5 separate regions of the Mus musculus genome follow, and regions 1, 2, 3 and 5 are each linked to region 4. Evidence: chromatin contacts called from public Hi-C, HiChIP or PLAC-seq and promoter capture Hi-C data. All regions are on one chromosome and are shown on one strand. The core of a region is the stretch at or near the end of the contact, and the rest is flanking DNA. Distances in the headings are between cores, read along the strand shown. Region 1 overlaps Cacng2 (calcium channel, voltage-dependent, gamma subunit 2). Region 2 holds the start of Mfsd3 (major facilitator superfamily domain containing 3). Region 3 has its middle 24 kb from the start of Txn2. Region 4 has its middle 8.5 kb from the start of Gm41353. Region 5 holds the start of C030006K11Rik (RIKEN cDNA C030006K11 gene).

Region 1 (2,855 bases), core at 74-2,573, 710 kb after region 4:
GCTAGGATGCAGATGCCAGTTTGCCTGGCACATGGGTCTTTTTTTTCCTTCCTTCCTCCCTTCCTCCCTTCCTCCCTTCCTCCCTCCCTCCCTCCCTCCCTCCCTCCCTCCCTCCCTCCCTCCCTCCCTCCCTCCCTCCCTCCCTTCCTTCCTTCCTTCCTTTCTTCCTCCTTCCTTCCTCCTTCCTTATGTTCCTTTCCAGGACCTTGCTCAAGCACCATGTGCCCATAGCGATCAAAGCAAGACCCTTTCTGTTCTCCTGGAGTTTGCAGTGGTGTGTGTGTGTGTGTGTGTGTGTGTGTGTGTGTGTGTGTGTGTATGTACCACAGCATGTTCTCATTGGAATGCCACGTGGGGGAGGGGGCAGGGAGCAGCAGGGATAGGAGAGAAGGGCCCTGCAGGTTGATGCAGGCAGCCTGAGTTCTAACTTGGTGGAGTTAGAGAGTGTGGCTCTGGCAGTCTCCCATTCACACCAGCAGATACCTGACTCCCTGGAAGAGGAAGCACATTCATCCCGCTCTGAACAATGGCATGAAGCTCGGGCCCTGGAAATCTCAAGTACGGTCTAGGCATACTACTGTGTCCCAGTGGGCACAGGTATGGGCCTGTCCACAGACCTCCAGGGCAACATTAAGGCCACCACGCAAGAGCTCCCTACCACTGCAGATTCAATAAAGCATCCAGGGTGGACTGGGTGGGTGTGGTCCCTAGACCACCCCCATGTCACAGAGGGGCTGGTGTGCTGAGAAGGGCTTTGCTTTGGGTGTAAGGAAGATCTGGGCTCAAATGCCAGCTGATTCCAACTGCCAGATCTCAGGAGCAGATGGGATACCCTGTTTGTCCATGTACCTCCCCAGCTGTCCCCCAGAGGAGGCCCCTAGCTCAGCTCGCCTTGCCATAGACTGCCTGAGTGAGCAGCCCCCAGAGGAGCCTGACTCACTCACTTCGGCTCCCTGCCAGTGGAACTGCAGGACGACAGTGGCCCAGTGGCCTGGTACCTCCCCTCTTGGTCTGAATGCCCAGCCTCCTCTGGGAACAGGCAGGGACACTCCCATCATGCCCCTGCTCTTGATCTCCCCGCTGCACAGGCTTCAGCCTCCCAGGTTAACCTCACCTCTATCTGGACCCAGACGCAGTTAGCTTTCCTGCACAGAGTTGCGTGTTTCTGTGTCATTGTCCCTCACCAGGCTGTGAGCTCCTGCGGGTCAGGGATCTCCTGAGTCATCTCCTATTCCCAGTGCTCGTGGCAGGGATTGGCACGACGCAGTGGCTACTTGGCAAATACTTGGTGAAGTCCCTTCCAAATCAAACAGGAAGTTCCCACCGCACCCTGGCCTGCAGGCCATCTCTGGTGGTGCCCTGTGACCAGGCTTCTATGGGTAGCACATCTGAGAGAGGTGCGGCACGCAGTGACATCTGTCACACTTCCGAGCCATGCTTCCCACTGCTGGGTTCCTTCCAGCCCATTCTCACTTTCTGTCTTGGAAAATCACAAGGAAACTCCATGCTGCTCTCAGAACTCTTGCCAGTGTGATTTGGGTGGAATTGAGTACATGGAGCTGAGTCCCTACACGAGCAGAGATGTTGCTACTTTCAGCTCAGTGGCCTCCTTTCTCTGCCAGCCTGGGTCCCTCTCTGGCTAGGTGAGAGAGGACAGTGTGTGTGTGTGTGTGTGTGTGTGTGTGTGTGTGTGTGTGTGTATGTGTGTGTGTGTATGTGTGTGTGTGTATATGTGTGTGTGTGTGTATGTGTGTGTGTATGTATGTGTGTGTGTGTGTATGTGTGTGTGTGTGTGTGTATGTGTGTGTGTGTGTGTGTGTGTGTGTGTGTGTGTGAATGTGCATGTGAATGTGCGTGTGAGAGGGCAGGTAGCTACAGCATCCAGAAGAGGGCCAGTTGGGCCTTCTGGAGCTGGAGATATAGGTGGTTATGAACCACTCCATATGGATGCTGAGAATCGGTTTTGGGTCCTCTGAGGGAACAGTATAAGCTCTTAATTGCTGTTAAGTCCGACTTCTTAGGAAGTTGAGTAAAGTGACTCGCTTTCTCTGGCTTCAGTTTCCCCATCTGGGAAACACAAAAGCAATGTTGAACCCAGGATCATCAGGGGGATCGAATGGGATGGACTCTGGGTGCCTGGCGCAGAGCATGGTGCTTGCTGAGCCTCTGATAAAGAAACATGGTGACTGCTGCCTTTGATGCTTGTGGGTGTGTGTGCTCATGCTTGGATGTGTGCTCCAGGCATATGAGCTATACGTTCCTATACTGCTGTCCTCGTTACTGTGAAGTGACCTCCCTAATGCTTGAAAGAGGGCAGAAGTCAGGTCTTCTCTGGTCCTCCATCAGGGCCAGGAAATGGCACGGGCCAGGGATAGACGTCCATGTGGTTCTGGAGGCTTTATTGATGTAGCTCTCCTATCTCTTCTTCAGGCTAACACCGGGTTCTCAGGGCAGATTTGAGGTGGAGGCCTATTACCCATTCTTCTGCCAAAGAGGGGGAGGGGTGGAACCAGCTGCCCAGCTCTGCCCCATCTGATCAGAGTGCTTGGGAACACATCAGCCATCCTTGGGTATGCTATCTTGCCTGTGACTGGGGCTGATCACTGAGCCTTCTTCAAAGGTCTTAGGAGGAGGCACTGTGGGCTTCCAGGGCCTGAGGGTACTACTCCATCCCCGTGAACAAATGTTGTGGAGGGCATCCCTCTTCCTCTCTCGTGCCTGATCATAGGCATGCTATGTCACCGACGATGGCATCCCAGGTAGAAGGCAGAGATTCATAGTTGGCTCTATGTAGTGGTCAGCACATGAAAGAGACACCTGAGGATAACAGTCCCAAGGCTGTAAGGGGACCTGGC
Region 2 (2,700 bases), core at 197-2,696, 670 kb before region 4:
CAGCAAGGGCTTGGGCGGTGCCCACCTCCGGCAGAGCAGAGCAGGGGAGGTCCTTTTGCAAAGCACATTTAGGAACCCTTGGGGCAGATGTGTGCTAATGGAAAGATACATCCTGGACTGGGAGGCTCAGGATGAGCCCCTGTGCACAGTAGACACTGCTGGGGTTCAACTTGTTTGGTCTGCAGTGTTCCTCTGCGGTAGGCAAAGCCGTCCTCCATCCCCTAAGTTTTGTGGTACTGGGGATTGGACTCAGGACCACTGAACTATATCCTGCCTGCCACCCCTTTAAACAGCTAAGGTATCCAGGGCAACCTAAACTCATTCTTCTCTTGCCTCAGCCTGAAGAGCAAAATTATAGGGGTTTACAATCATGCCCCAAAAGTAGAACCCATTTTATAGATGTGAACACTTAGATCCTGAGACTATCTGGAAGTGGCAGGATAGCCCCTCCGTGGAAGCAAGGCAGTGCCAGGGTGCTAGGACTTGGACACTGTGTCCAAACACAAAAGAAGTTCCACCCAGTTATCTACTATAATTGAGTCAGTTAACCCAAGGCCTCATTTAACAGTCTCATTGTGGACTTGGGAGGGCACAACTCTGAGAAGGGGGAGAGACTGGGCATGAGCCTTCCCTGCAGAGCCAGAATCACGTGGTCTGGACTAACTACCCTCACTGAATACTGAAAAGGAAGTGGGTATCACGGGCAATAGCTGACTAGGTCCTGCCCTTCCCCACAAAACTCCTGCTTCTGTGGTCACTGACCTGGGGGCAGCTCTGAAGCCACAGTCTCAGCAAGGAATGGGGAGCAGTGCTAAATGCATTGTGGGGCAAAGTATTGGCTCTGTGAGCTAAGTATTAGAAATGCTTCGGGAGCTGGGCGTGGTGAGCCCGCCAGTGGTGGCGCACCCGTTTAATCCCAGCACTTGGGAGACAGAGGCAGGAAGATACTGAGTTTGAGGTCAGCCTGGTCTACAAAGTAAGTTCTATAAAGAAAACCTATCCACACACACATAAAACCAAACAAACAAACAAACAAACAAACAAAAAACCGCTAAAGTGAAAATGCTTCTTCTGGAACGGATCTGGTATCCATTCAGCAGACAGGAAGATACCTTTGAGACCAGCCTGTTACCTCAGCTTCCTTCCTAGCCACTCACATCTACCCGCTGGCATTGTGAGCAGCAGGCTGTCGTGTCCAGGTTTGGCACGAGGGGCGCCAGAGCAGATGATTTGGGTCTGTGTAGGTATCAGTAACCTGCTTAACATTTGGGTTTTAGGCCAATTGAGGACTAGTAGGGGGTTGGCTCCACCCCCAGCCCGGGTTGCCCCGCCTCTCCCTCACCCTGACCCCTGCGCAAAGCATGCCGGTAGTTATGGGCTGTGCAAGACTGCGGTCCCACCATGCGATAGGACCGGTCTATCGCTCCGCATTTTTCTCCCAGCTTCGGTACTTCCGGGATTTCTGGTCCCAGTGTGCGTGTCGGGATTACAGCCTGACTGTCCCCGGCCCTATGTAGGAGGACCAGACCCTGACTGTTCATCCTGAGCCGTCCGATCCCACCACGAACGGGCCATGCATGGGAAGTTGCTGCCGCTGGCCGGCCTCTATCTTGTGCAGGGTCTGCCCTATGGACTGCAGTCCAGTTTGCTTCCCATTTTACTGCGGGCCCGTGGCCTCTCCCTAACGCGCGTGGGTCTAACCAAGGGATTGTATGCTCCATGGCTGTTAAAGCTGGCGTGGGCACCGCTGGTGGACAGGCGGGGCACCCCGCGGGTCTGGTTAACACTCAGCACACTGTCCCTGGGCTTGGTGTGTGGACTGCTGGCTGTGTTGCCTCCTCCGCAAGCTGGCCAAACAGGGCTACCTACCACCGTGATGGGGCTGCTACTGCTGCTGAATCTGGGTGCAGCGGTGCAGGATGTGGCTCTGGACACACTCGCTGTGCAACTCCTAGAGCCAAAGGAGTTGGGACCTGGGAACACTGTACAGGTGGTCGCTTACAAGCTGGGATCAGCACTGGCTGGGGGTGGACTGTTGGTCCTCTTCCCCACTCTCTCTTGGCCACTGCTCTTTTTGCTCCTAGCTGCCACCTACTGGCTGGCTGCTGCCTTAGCCTGGGCTGCACCAGCCTTGGGAAGGCTGCCATGGCCTCAGGCCTCAGAGCATACACCCCACAGCTCCTATCTTCTACAAGATTTGCTGGCTGTGCCTGGGACCCTCTGGACAGCGGGCTTTGTGCTCACCTACAAGCTGGGTGAGTGAGGCCTGCAGTTAGTTACCATCGAGCTTAGAGCCCAAACTCTATGTTGGTCCCTAGGGCCCTGAAACCCACTCAGGGGACTGCCCTATGCTGGAATACCAGCCCAGAGCTCTGTAGCTCAGTTTTGTTTCACCTCTTAACTTCCCTCAGCTCCAGCCAATGCCCAGCCCTTTCTCTTCTAACATCTGGGGCCCATGAAAATGAAGGGGACCAGGGGCCTGACTGGTTGGAGTACTGAGGCTCCTGGAAGAAAGACTGGGGCCATCCTTGCTTACGGTCTCCTGTAGGTGAGCAGGGTGCTGGCAGCCTGTTTCCACTTCTCCTGCTGGACCATGGTGCTTCTGCCTCAGACTTGGGGCTATGGAGTGGCTTGGGTGCTGTGACCTGCTCCATTGCTGGCTCCTCCTTGGGTGGGGCTCTACTGGCCAGGCACTGGTAA
Region 3 (2,781 bases), core at 274-2,773, 540 kb after region 4:
CTGTATGCTTAAGAGTTCTTGGGTGGTCCTCTAGCGCTTTCAAAATGTGTCAGGTGAAGAAACTGCAAAGGGTTCGCCTAGGAGGAAAGTGTACTGGATGCAGCAGACAGGTTGGAGAGATAACTCAGTGGTTTAGGACTTTGAAGCCTTCATATGACTCCTCAGGATCCATATGATGGAAAGTTGTCACACACAATAAAAAAAAAATCCATACAGTTTAAAACAGTGCAGCAGAGGGGCCTGGGCCTGGCATGCCAAAGATGGCAGGCATGCCCTGGGAAGAGCATGGCTTTTCTCCTGCAGGTCCTGGGGCCGTGGGAGTACATCAATGGCACAAGACTCAGGGGAGTCAGATTCCTAGCTTTCAGAATCCCTCAGATTCTGGGTGCCCTGGGACCAGGTGGGCAGTGAGAAGCAAGGCTGTCATACCCAGAGGTCTAGAGGCAGCTGAGAGGGAGTGTGCTGATGTGCCAGCATCTGTATGTAGCAGGTGTGCCCCACGGAGGCACAGCCAGGTTCCAGGCGCTCTTCCCTCCTTGCCATGGATGGAGAGGGACGAGGTGCCCGATGGTTTGCTCTCTCAGCAGGTGTGATGGCTTGTAGACACAGGAGGTGCACATAGCAAGCCTGAAGGTCATCAGCAAGCTTGCCGGTGTGCACTGTGTTCTGGGCTTCCTCTTCCTCCTCTTTACTCTCCTGTGTGTGTTGGGGGAGGGGAGAAGAGGCCCGCGCGGGGGTGGGGGGTAGGCGGAGGAGCCGGAGAACCAGAGACAAGCTACCTGTATCTCCAGTACTTAGGAGGTGGAAACAATCAGCGATTCAGAACTCCTACATAGTATATCCAAGGCTGGGCTGCAGATACTGAGCCCCTTTCTCAAACCAACAAAAAAGAAACGCTACATCACAAACGGACCTATCTCCATCTCCTGTCCCAAGGTTTCCAGTTTGAGACTTCTTTTCTTAAAAGGAGAGATTACTAATAAGAGCTGTACTTAACCTAGCCTTATTAGTCTTTCTCCTCGACCTTATTTAGGAGCGGTTGAGATATGAGAAATAATGGAGCCCGGGTCTGGAGAGATGGCTCAGCGATTAAGAGCACTGGCTGCTCTTGCAGAGGACCCGAGTTCAGTTCCCAGCATCCATATGATGATGGCTCACAACTGTTAAAACAGCCATCCATACAAATACGAAATAAAGAGGCGAGTTCAACGCCACTGGCAGAAGTTCTGCAGGTCAGCCATACAGAATGCTCTTTGCACCGGCCCCAGGCTCTCAGGTAACCCCCAGCATCTACTAAGCCCACTCTGGCCCACTGCTAGTTCTGGTTTTCAGGTCCTGTACCGGGGACATGCTGGCAGATGCCCAGCGTGCTTCCCCAGGCTCTTACAGTCCTTAGTGAGACAGGATTTTGCTGCACTTCCCAGCAAGTTGTGGTGGAGGCGGGGCCTTGGGAAGGAGCGCGGTCGGGCCGCTCGCCTTATTTGGGCAGGCGCTGCGCTAAAGGGCAGGGCATCCCACCCTGCTGGTTCCGCCCCCATGCCGAGCCCACCCCTGGGGCTCAATCTGCACAGAAATCCGGTGCCTGTCTTCTTCAGGCTAGGCTAAGTAAGGTGCTGGCTGGCTTTTCGATTTAACCTTCATTTCGCAGCAGCCGAGGAGCTCACTAGGTAGCTAGGGCAGGAGAGAGCTAATCTCCACAGTCAGAGAGAACTGTCCCTAACCCAGTCTGCCGTATACCGGGACAGACTTTCTCTAAGGGCGCAAAGAAGTCTCTAACCTTAGATTGAGCCCAGGACCTTGCTCCATCCGAAGTGTGTGGTTAATTTAATCCTTTTCGGCGCGCCAATCACAAGGGAAGTTCACCCCGAGACTACCTACTGGTCACTTTATTGCCATCTCCATTCAAACCTTCCCCTGCTTCGTAACAATCCAGATCTCTGTTTGATTCGACTCTCTGCTGCCTCAACTCTTAAGTCCTTCACATCCTTCACATCTCTTAGCTCAGGATACAGGCCTAAGCGTCTTTTTTTTTTTTTTTTTTTTTTTAGCTCTGGCTGTCCTAGAGCTCTACAGACCAGGCTGGCTTCGAACTCAGAGATTATAGGCGTAGACCATCACTCTCCCTGGCTCTGGCTCTTTTTGTTTTCCTTTTGAGACAGGGTCTCACTATGTAGCTCTGGCTGTCCTGTGTAGACCAGGCTTGTCTGGAACTCCTAAGAGACCTACATGTCTCTACTTCCAGAGTGCTAGACTGGAGGCACGTGCCAACATGCTACAGACCCTTGAAACTTGCCGCTTCTGGTTGCACGTGATGTTCCCTGTTTCCAGTCTGTGTACTGCTGCCCTCCCCACAGGCTGCTATTCTCTTGCACGCAGCCTTGCTCACTCATCCCTCAGTATCCTCTTCCTGACTTTTCTACCCACCAGCTCACCTTTCTGATCAAGCATTTGCGTTGTAGACATACTATGTGTCTTCCCCGGGGCCGGTTAGCCCCTGCTTGGCAAGCTGGTGGTCCGTTGGAATTTTTTGAGAAGTTCTTCTTGACTCAGTCACTGAGCTGACCCAACCCCACACCTCAACCCTGGCTGAGCCTGGGCCTGCTCTGTCTGATGTTAAGTAGGAGTTGGTGTCCGAGGGCCTCCTGCCCGGAAGGTCGTGACCAGTCATCTGGGGCGGCCGAGTGCTGGGAAATGCAGCCTCTAGAGAGGAGCTGGGAGGTCAGGCTCCGCTGAGTGGGTAGGGAAGGTCAGCTCACTGCACAGATCCTAGCCTTCCCCAGC
Region 4 (2,700 bases), core at 159-2,658:
GGAGGCTCTGAATACAGCTGTGCTCCCCAAATTCTGCCCTGCACCCCTCCTGTGTCTTGGGCTTCTTGTGGCAATCAACAGGCACAGAGGATGAAGTGAGCTCAGATTGACCAGTGTTAGGAAACTTCATCTGGGACTGTCTGTAATCCCACTACTGTGGAGGTTGAAGCAGGAGGATTATGAACTCAAGACTAGTCTGGGCTACAGAATGAGTTCAAGACCAGCTTGGGCAATTTAGTCCGTCTTAAAATAGAGATGGGCATGGGCATGGGGAATGGTGGGGGGGAGAGAGAGAGAGAGAGAGGGAGGGAGGGAGAGAGAGAGAGAGAGAGAGAGAGAGAGAGAGAGAGAGAGAGAAAGACTGAAGACAGTTTAGTGAATTCCTGTCTCCAGCCCAGTGCAGAAACCCTTTGGTGTTTGATCCTGCCGCAGACACTGGCCTTGGAGCTTGGGGAGGCTCTCCCTGTGTCTCCCGGTAGCAGTATCGTTGGCTCCAAGAAGCCATGTGGTAACCAGTTTAAACATTCGGCCAGCTCCTCCTCCACCCGCCTTCTGCCAGATGCTAATGGAAAACTGAACCAGGCATCTAGGGGTGGGGGTGGGGTGGAAGCCGGGAGGAATTGGGAAGAACGAGCCAAGAAGCTTGAAGTCCTTGACACAGAAGAGGAAGGCTTTGACTGATGTGTGAGAGCGTTAGGAGGAGGCCACAGCTCCAGAGCTCAGACGCCTTGCCTGGACAGTGAATGCAGCCACCCAGCTGGCCCAGAGGCGGGCAGTTCCCGTCCTGTGGGAGGACGTGACAAAGTCAGTACCAGAGGGAGCAATGTCGGATTTCTCAACTAGTACACTGGAATGAGGAGGAAGCCCTCCGAAAGGCTCAGGTTTATGCCTGCCTGCTCAACTCATCTTTCTAATACGTCTACTGCGTCTCCTAGCCATGGGCCATGGCTCTAAGACCCCTTACGGGTAACCGAATCTCTCCCTAGCAAACAAGAAAACCAACAAGGAAATCCTCAGAGGGAGAAGGCTGTGGAGCGAAGGCCCGGAGGGAGGCTCAGCCCTGCCGCGCAGATTCCTGGTCCCTCTGGGGACCGGCTTCATCCAAAGCATCTTTTAAAAAGTGTGTGGGCGCCCTCGTGTGGACGTTCTGTTAATACTACAAGCTTGCTTTCTAGCTCTTTTTTTGTTTTTGTTTTTGTTTTTGTTTTTGTTTTTTTGTTTTTTTTTTGAGACAGGGCTTTTCTGTGTGGCGCTGGCTGTCCTGGAACTCAACTCGAGACCAGGCTGGCCTCGAACTCAGAAATTCCCCTGCCTCTGCCTCCCTCAGCCTCCCAAGTGCTGGGATCAAAGGCGTGCGCCACCACCGCCCGGCCTCTAGTTCATTTTATTCCAGCTCAAAACTGTGATTTCCAAGCTTGGTAAGCAGAACCTTTCCGGGGGGTGGGGCCTAGCTGGCAGAGGCAAGTCACCTGGGTGGACCTTTGGAGGCAGAAGTGCCATTGGCACTAGGCAAGTGTGTGGTGCACAGATATATATCTAGGCAAAACACCCATGCATATAAAATGAAATTAAGTAGAAAAGCCAGGCATGATGATGCATGCCTACAATCCTGCACTCAGGAGGCAGAGGCAGAAGCAGAGGCAGGCAGAGCTCTGTGGGTTCGAGGCCAGCCTGGTCTACATAGTGCGTTCCAGGACAGCCAGGGGTGTTAGACAGAAACCCTGTCTCAAACCAAACCAAACCAAACCAACCAACCAACCAACCAAACAAACAAAAAACAAAAAAAAGAAGAAATTAAAAATTTTTTCAATAGGGAGGGATATCTGAGGGAATTTGTTGAATTCCACCCAAATCTGAACAAAAAAAAAATCTAAGGGCTCTTTGGATGTGTAGCCTTTGCTAGAGGAAATACTACTCAAGGAACATATGGGCCTAGGCTCTTTTCGTGCAGCCAGACGACTAAGACTGGAAAGGAAACCAGTGCTCCTCCCACTAACCAGGAGGAAAAAAAATGCAGACTAGAAAGGCCAGAGACGCCAGAGAAGCACTGTTGGAGCGCCCCCGTGTGGACACGACGTGCGTGAGCGGCATCCAAGGTTGATCAACAAGGGAAGGGCATACTGTGGTTGTGGCTGGCCTCAGCTGACAGTGTTTGCTCCGGCAGCCGTGGCTCTGACTGCTGAGAACGGGCCCTGCAGCTGGCAACCAAAGGCAGGCCATCTCCCCGTGACTCCAAAAGCCACACAGACTTTGTATGAATTGGAAAGGGAATGGGGAGAAAATGAGATGGAGCAAGAACGAGGAAGAAAAACGGCAAGAGGAAGAAGCAGGCAAAGAAGAAACGAAGGGGGTGGGGGTTGGGAAGAGGAGAAAATGCCTTGAGGGAGTTGGTTCCTAGGGACTTCTGCCACTTCTGTTCTTGCCTGGGCAAAGAATAAATGAATAAGCAGGAACCCCGCTGAATAGGATGAGGGCAGGTCCACTTAAGGGTCAGGAATCAGATAGCAGGGATCAGGGATCAGGACCGGAGAAGGACTATGAAGGGAGCTTGGACAAGGATGCTTGTGGTCTGTCTATCTTGGTCCCGCTACAGCTGACCTTTGCCCACACCTGAGCACAGGCCCTCCAAGCAAAGTCAATCCTCTGCTTAGCGACAGGTAAAGAACGCACCTGTGTTCACTCCAGCCAGACGTGCGTGAA
Region 5 (2,700 bases), core at 175-2,674, 640 kb before region 4:
TGCAGGTGACAGCGGACATCTAAGTTAATCTAGAGTGTTGGAGCAGAGGGGTAACCTGCGAGTACTACAAAACCCAGAGTTTGCTCTAACCCTCCCCACACAGCCCCAGCTGGAGTCTCAGGGCGGCGGGGCAGCGGGCAGCAGCGGGGCCAGATCCATAGTTAGGGCGATGCGGCGACCTTGCCAGTGTACGTGAGAGGGGACCGTAGGGGAGCTAGGCCCATACTCGAAGCAAGCGCTGAGCTCGAAGGCCAGGGCCGAGCGCACTAGACCCACACCGCCTGCGCGCTCCGGGGCCGGGTGGTACAGGCGCCCATTGGCCGCCAGGGGTAGCAAGCGAGCCGGCTCGAAGGGTATCGCCAGCGCCTCGCCACCGCCACAGTAGGAGAGACGAGGTGACTCGCTGTCGGAAGCCAGGAGGTGCGTGAAGACCACTGGCCGGTCTTCACAGCGCAGGAAGTTACGCTCTCTGCCGCAAAGCGAGAGGAAGGGGAAGGAAGCCTCGTAGCGCCCGCTGTGGTTGGGTCTCAGACGGGAGAAGAAAGTGACCAGGAACTGCAGGTCTGTGGGAACAAAAGGCACGATCATGCTCGGTGACCCAGCTTCCCCGACACGCTCCTTTTCCTGGGAATACCAGCACTGGCACGAGACAGCGGCCCCCCCTCGTGGATGGTGCCTTCCCTCAGAGTCGGGGAGCCGAGGCCCTGAAGGGTAGAGAGAGACACGAGGGAGCAGTGCAGTAAGCAATACCTTTGAAGCAGGTGATAAAGTTCTTCATTTTGGAGTCATCTAGGAAAAGCTGCAGAAGGGACACAGTGGACAGTAAGTCCTGGCAAGAAAGCCGGTGGTGTTCGCTGTCCTTGCTTTTCTGTCTAATGTGTTCAGGGGGGCATGTGGAAGGGCCCTGCGGACTCTCCCCACATCTACAGACAGGTTTCCAGGGTTGCAGCCCTCACCCCTTTTTCTACAGCAGGTTTGACAGCCGCTTGTCCCTAGCAATCGCGAGCAAGCACTCGGCTCTGGGACTGCTGCTAGGACAGGCTAGTGTGCGCGGGATTACGATGCGGTGAAAGCGGAAGGCCCCGGAATTAACTCTTCCAGCCTGGGCTTTGAAAGGTTCAAAGCCACGCGTAGCACCTATCCCAGGTCTCGCCTCTAGAACTACTCCCCACCCGGTGCCGATGGATTCCGCAGTCCCCTCAGGTCTCCTCCCTCTGTCACACGCCAGGCACACCTGGCCTTGGTGATCCACATAGTAGAAATACTCGCGGGTTCTGGGCTCCGGGCTTTGACCCTGTGTGTAGGAGACACGCTCGACCCCACTGCAGGTCCGAGCTCTCTGCGACCTCGCCAAGACTAGAGCCAAGTTACGCACTGCCCCACTAGGCGGCCACATTCTTCCACACCGGAAGCGGATCACACAGTGTTGTGCCTGGGGCTTTGGGTTCCGCCGGCAACACGTGCTCGGAGGGGCGGAGCTGTCTATCCCGCCCCCGGAAGTAGCTGCCAGACGTGGACTCCCCCGCCCCCTTGTCAGAAGTAACCTGAAAGAAACACAATCAGCGAGTGTGCACTTGAACTTTATTCACACGGAGCACTGTCCCCTCGAGCCACACGTACGAGGGAGCGCCTGCGGCCGAGAGGCCCTGGAGAGAGAGGCCAGGACCTCCGCATGACGGGACTTTTGTTTTTAATAAATAAAAACTCTAAAAATATATATATATAAACAGGAGAAATGAAGTTTGACAACTGTTGGAACTCAGATTCCAGAATGGAAAACGCAAACGAGTCCAGGCAGGTCTCATCCACGCGCCGCCCGTGTGTGGAGTTTGGTCAGAGGCCGCGAGGTCAAAGGAGGGTGGTGCTAACTTGCTCAGCGCGAGGACCGCAATGGCAGTTCAAGAGCTAAATAGCATCTGGTTAAAACTATGTCCTTAGCAAACTTAGTTCTGTCGTTCTATTTATATCTTTATACACAAGTAGGCTGGGTATCGGATAGATTCTGTAGTCAAAAAACAAAAAACCTCTCGCCCTCCCTCACCCGCCCCAAGAAAGCCTGCCTAGCCCTGGCCCTAACCCAGAGGGCTTTGGTTTGGGGCCTCCCCTTGCACAAAGACCTATTAGGCATCGAGCCGACGGAGCCAAGTCCTAGTAGTGGCCAGCACAGCTCTCCAGAACGCCTCTAACTCTCCTTCTGGCCCCAGCCAGAGGCCCCTAGACTAGGGTGGGAGGGATCAGGGCGAGAGTGCCTTGGTGGAGGATTGCCCTGAAGAGGGGACAAGGTCCTGTTGCCCTGAGCAACGCGGTATGTGCTTCAGCCGACCAGGAGGGCAGTGTCGCTCGGCTCCGGGAAACAGAAGGCACTTCTCGGGGCTGGCTTGCGACTGGCAGGGCGAGCCGGTACCTGCAGGAACTGGCCGCGAGATATGGCGCGGCTGCTTGGCCCCGGGAGGGCCTAGGGCGGGGCCGGCGTCTGGCGGGGCCTGGCATGCTGCCTCGCGCTGGGGCCTTCCCTCCCACCTTCCCGGGTGTCACCCTAGCAGGCGTCCATAGCCCGCGTGCTATAGCACGCCCTCCATGAAGCTGGTATCTAAATGCTGAATGAGCACTCGAAGGAAGGACATCTCCTTTCGTGTATTCTCGAAGATGACGCGAGGATCATCCGACTGGCAGCGCAGGCAGTTGGGTGCCATCACCATA

Evidence for each region. Promoter capture Hi-C pulls out the DNA fragments that hold promoters and counts their contacts. Hi-C and Micro-C count contacts between places; a contact is called where the count stands out from the background. HiChIP or PLAC-seq counts read pairs in DNA pulled down with a chosen protein or histone mark.
Region 1: a contact with region 4 is called in an HNF4G HiChIP or PLAC-seq map of pancreatic cancer cells. The contact joins two enhancer-like sites. A contact is called at or near these places in 1 of 15 datasets of contacts at CTCF or cohesin (embryonic stem cells) and 1 of 115 datasets of contacts at active chromatin or transcription factors (pancreatic cancer cells).
Region 2: a contact with region 4 is called in a promoter capture Hi-C map of cranial neural crest. The contact joins the promoter of Mfsd3 here to the enhancer-like site in region 4. A contact is called at or near these places in 5 of 39 promoter capture datasets (cranial neural crest, frontonasal cranial neural crest, hippocampal neurons and 2 more), 4 of 115 datasets of contacts at active chromatin or transcription factors (embryonic forebrain, embryonic hindbrain, embryonic limb bud and 1 more) and 1 of 9 other capture datasets (adipose tissue).
Region 3: a FOXA1 HiChIP or PLAC-seq map of pancreatic cancer cells shows a contact between it and region 4. The contact joins two enhancer-like sites. A contact is called at or near these places in 1 of 484 Hi-C or Micro-C datasets (cortical neurons) and 1 of 115 datasets of contacts at active chromatin or transcription factors (pancreatic cancer cells).
Region 5: a contact with region 4 is called in a Hi-C map of cerebral cortex, with 4 times the contacts expected there. The contact joins the promoter of C030006K11Rik here to the enhancer-like site in region 4. A contact is called at or near these places in 7 of 39 promoter capture datasets (the 3T3-L1 cell line, 3T3-L1-derived adipocytes, cranial neural crest and 4 more), 1 of 15 datasets of contacts at CTCF or cohesin (the NIH/3T3 cell line), 14 of 484 Hi-C or Micro-C datasets (the Ba/F3 cell line, the G1E-ER4 cell line, the N1E-115 cell line and 8 more), 11 of 115 datasets of contacts at active chromatin or transcription factors (the NIH/3T3 cell line, astrocytes, craniofacial prominence and 8 more) and 2 of 9 other capture datasets (adipose tissue and embryonic stem cells).

What each region holds. Positions count from the first base shown.
Region 1 is chr15:78,078,033-78,080,887 of GRCm38.p6, forward strand. The region is part of intron 1 of Cacng2 (calcium channel, voltage-dependent, gamma subunit 2); the gene reads right to left. Among named protein-coding and RNA genes, the nearest start is that of A730060N03Rik, 39 kb to the right of the region's middle. Within about 2 kb of position 1,324, at least 32 of the 459 cell types and tissues checked have an H3K27ac peak or open chromatin away from gene starts, as enhancers often do. A contact at or near this core is called in pancreatic cancer cells, where this site is marked.
Region 2 is chr15:76,700,096-76,702,795 of GRCm38.p6, forward strand. It overlaps Mfsd3 (major facilitator superfamily domain containing 3), which reads left to right and starts at 1,447. Exons shown (of 5, transcript NM_027122.3): 1 at 1,447-2,255; 2 at 2,549-2,696. The coding sequence starts at 1,574.
Region 3 is chr15:77,903,993-77,906,773 of GRCm38.p6, forward strand. No RefSeq gene overlaps it. Among named protein-coding and RNA genes, the nearest start is that of Txn2, 24 kb to the right of the region's middle. Within about 2 kb of position 1,524, at least 201 of the 459 cell types and tissues checked have an H3K27ac peak or open chromatin away from gene starts, as enhancers often do. A contact at or near this core is called in pancreatic cancer cells, where this site is marked.
Region 4 is chr15:77,366,288-77,368,987 of GRCm38.p6, forward strand. No RefSeq gene overlaps it. Among named protein-coding and RNA genes, the nearest start is that of Gm41353, 8.5 kb to the right of the region's middle. Within about 2 kb of position 1,409, at least 195 of the 459 cell types and tissues checked have an H3K27ac peak or open chromatin away from gene starts, as enhancers often do. A contact at or near this core is called in 3T3-L1-derived adipocytes, the N1E-115 cell line, the NIH/3T3 cell line and 14 more, where this site is marked.
Region 5 is chr15:76,722,421-76,725,120 of GRCm38.p6, forward strand. C030006K11Rik (RIKEN cDNA C030006K11 gene) reads right to left here and starts at 1,425. Exons shown (of 3, transcript NM_145472.2): 1 at 1,235-1,425; 2 at 751-799; 3 at 1-563. The coding sequence starts at 1,396. The coding sequence ends at 118. Arhgap39 (Rho GTPase activating protein 39) reads right to left here. Exons shown (of 12, transcript NM_001168288.2): 12 at 1,565-2,700. The coding sequence ends at 2,562.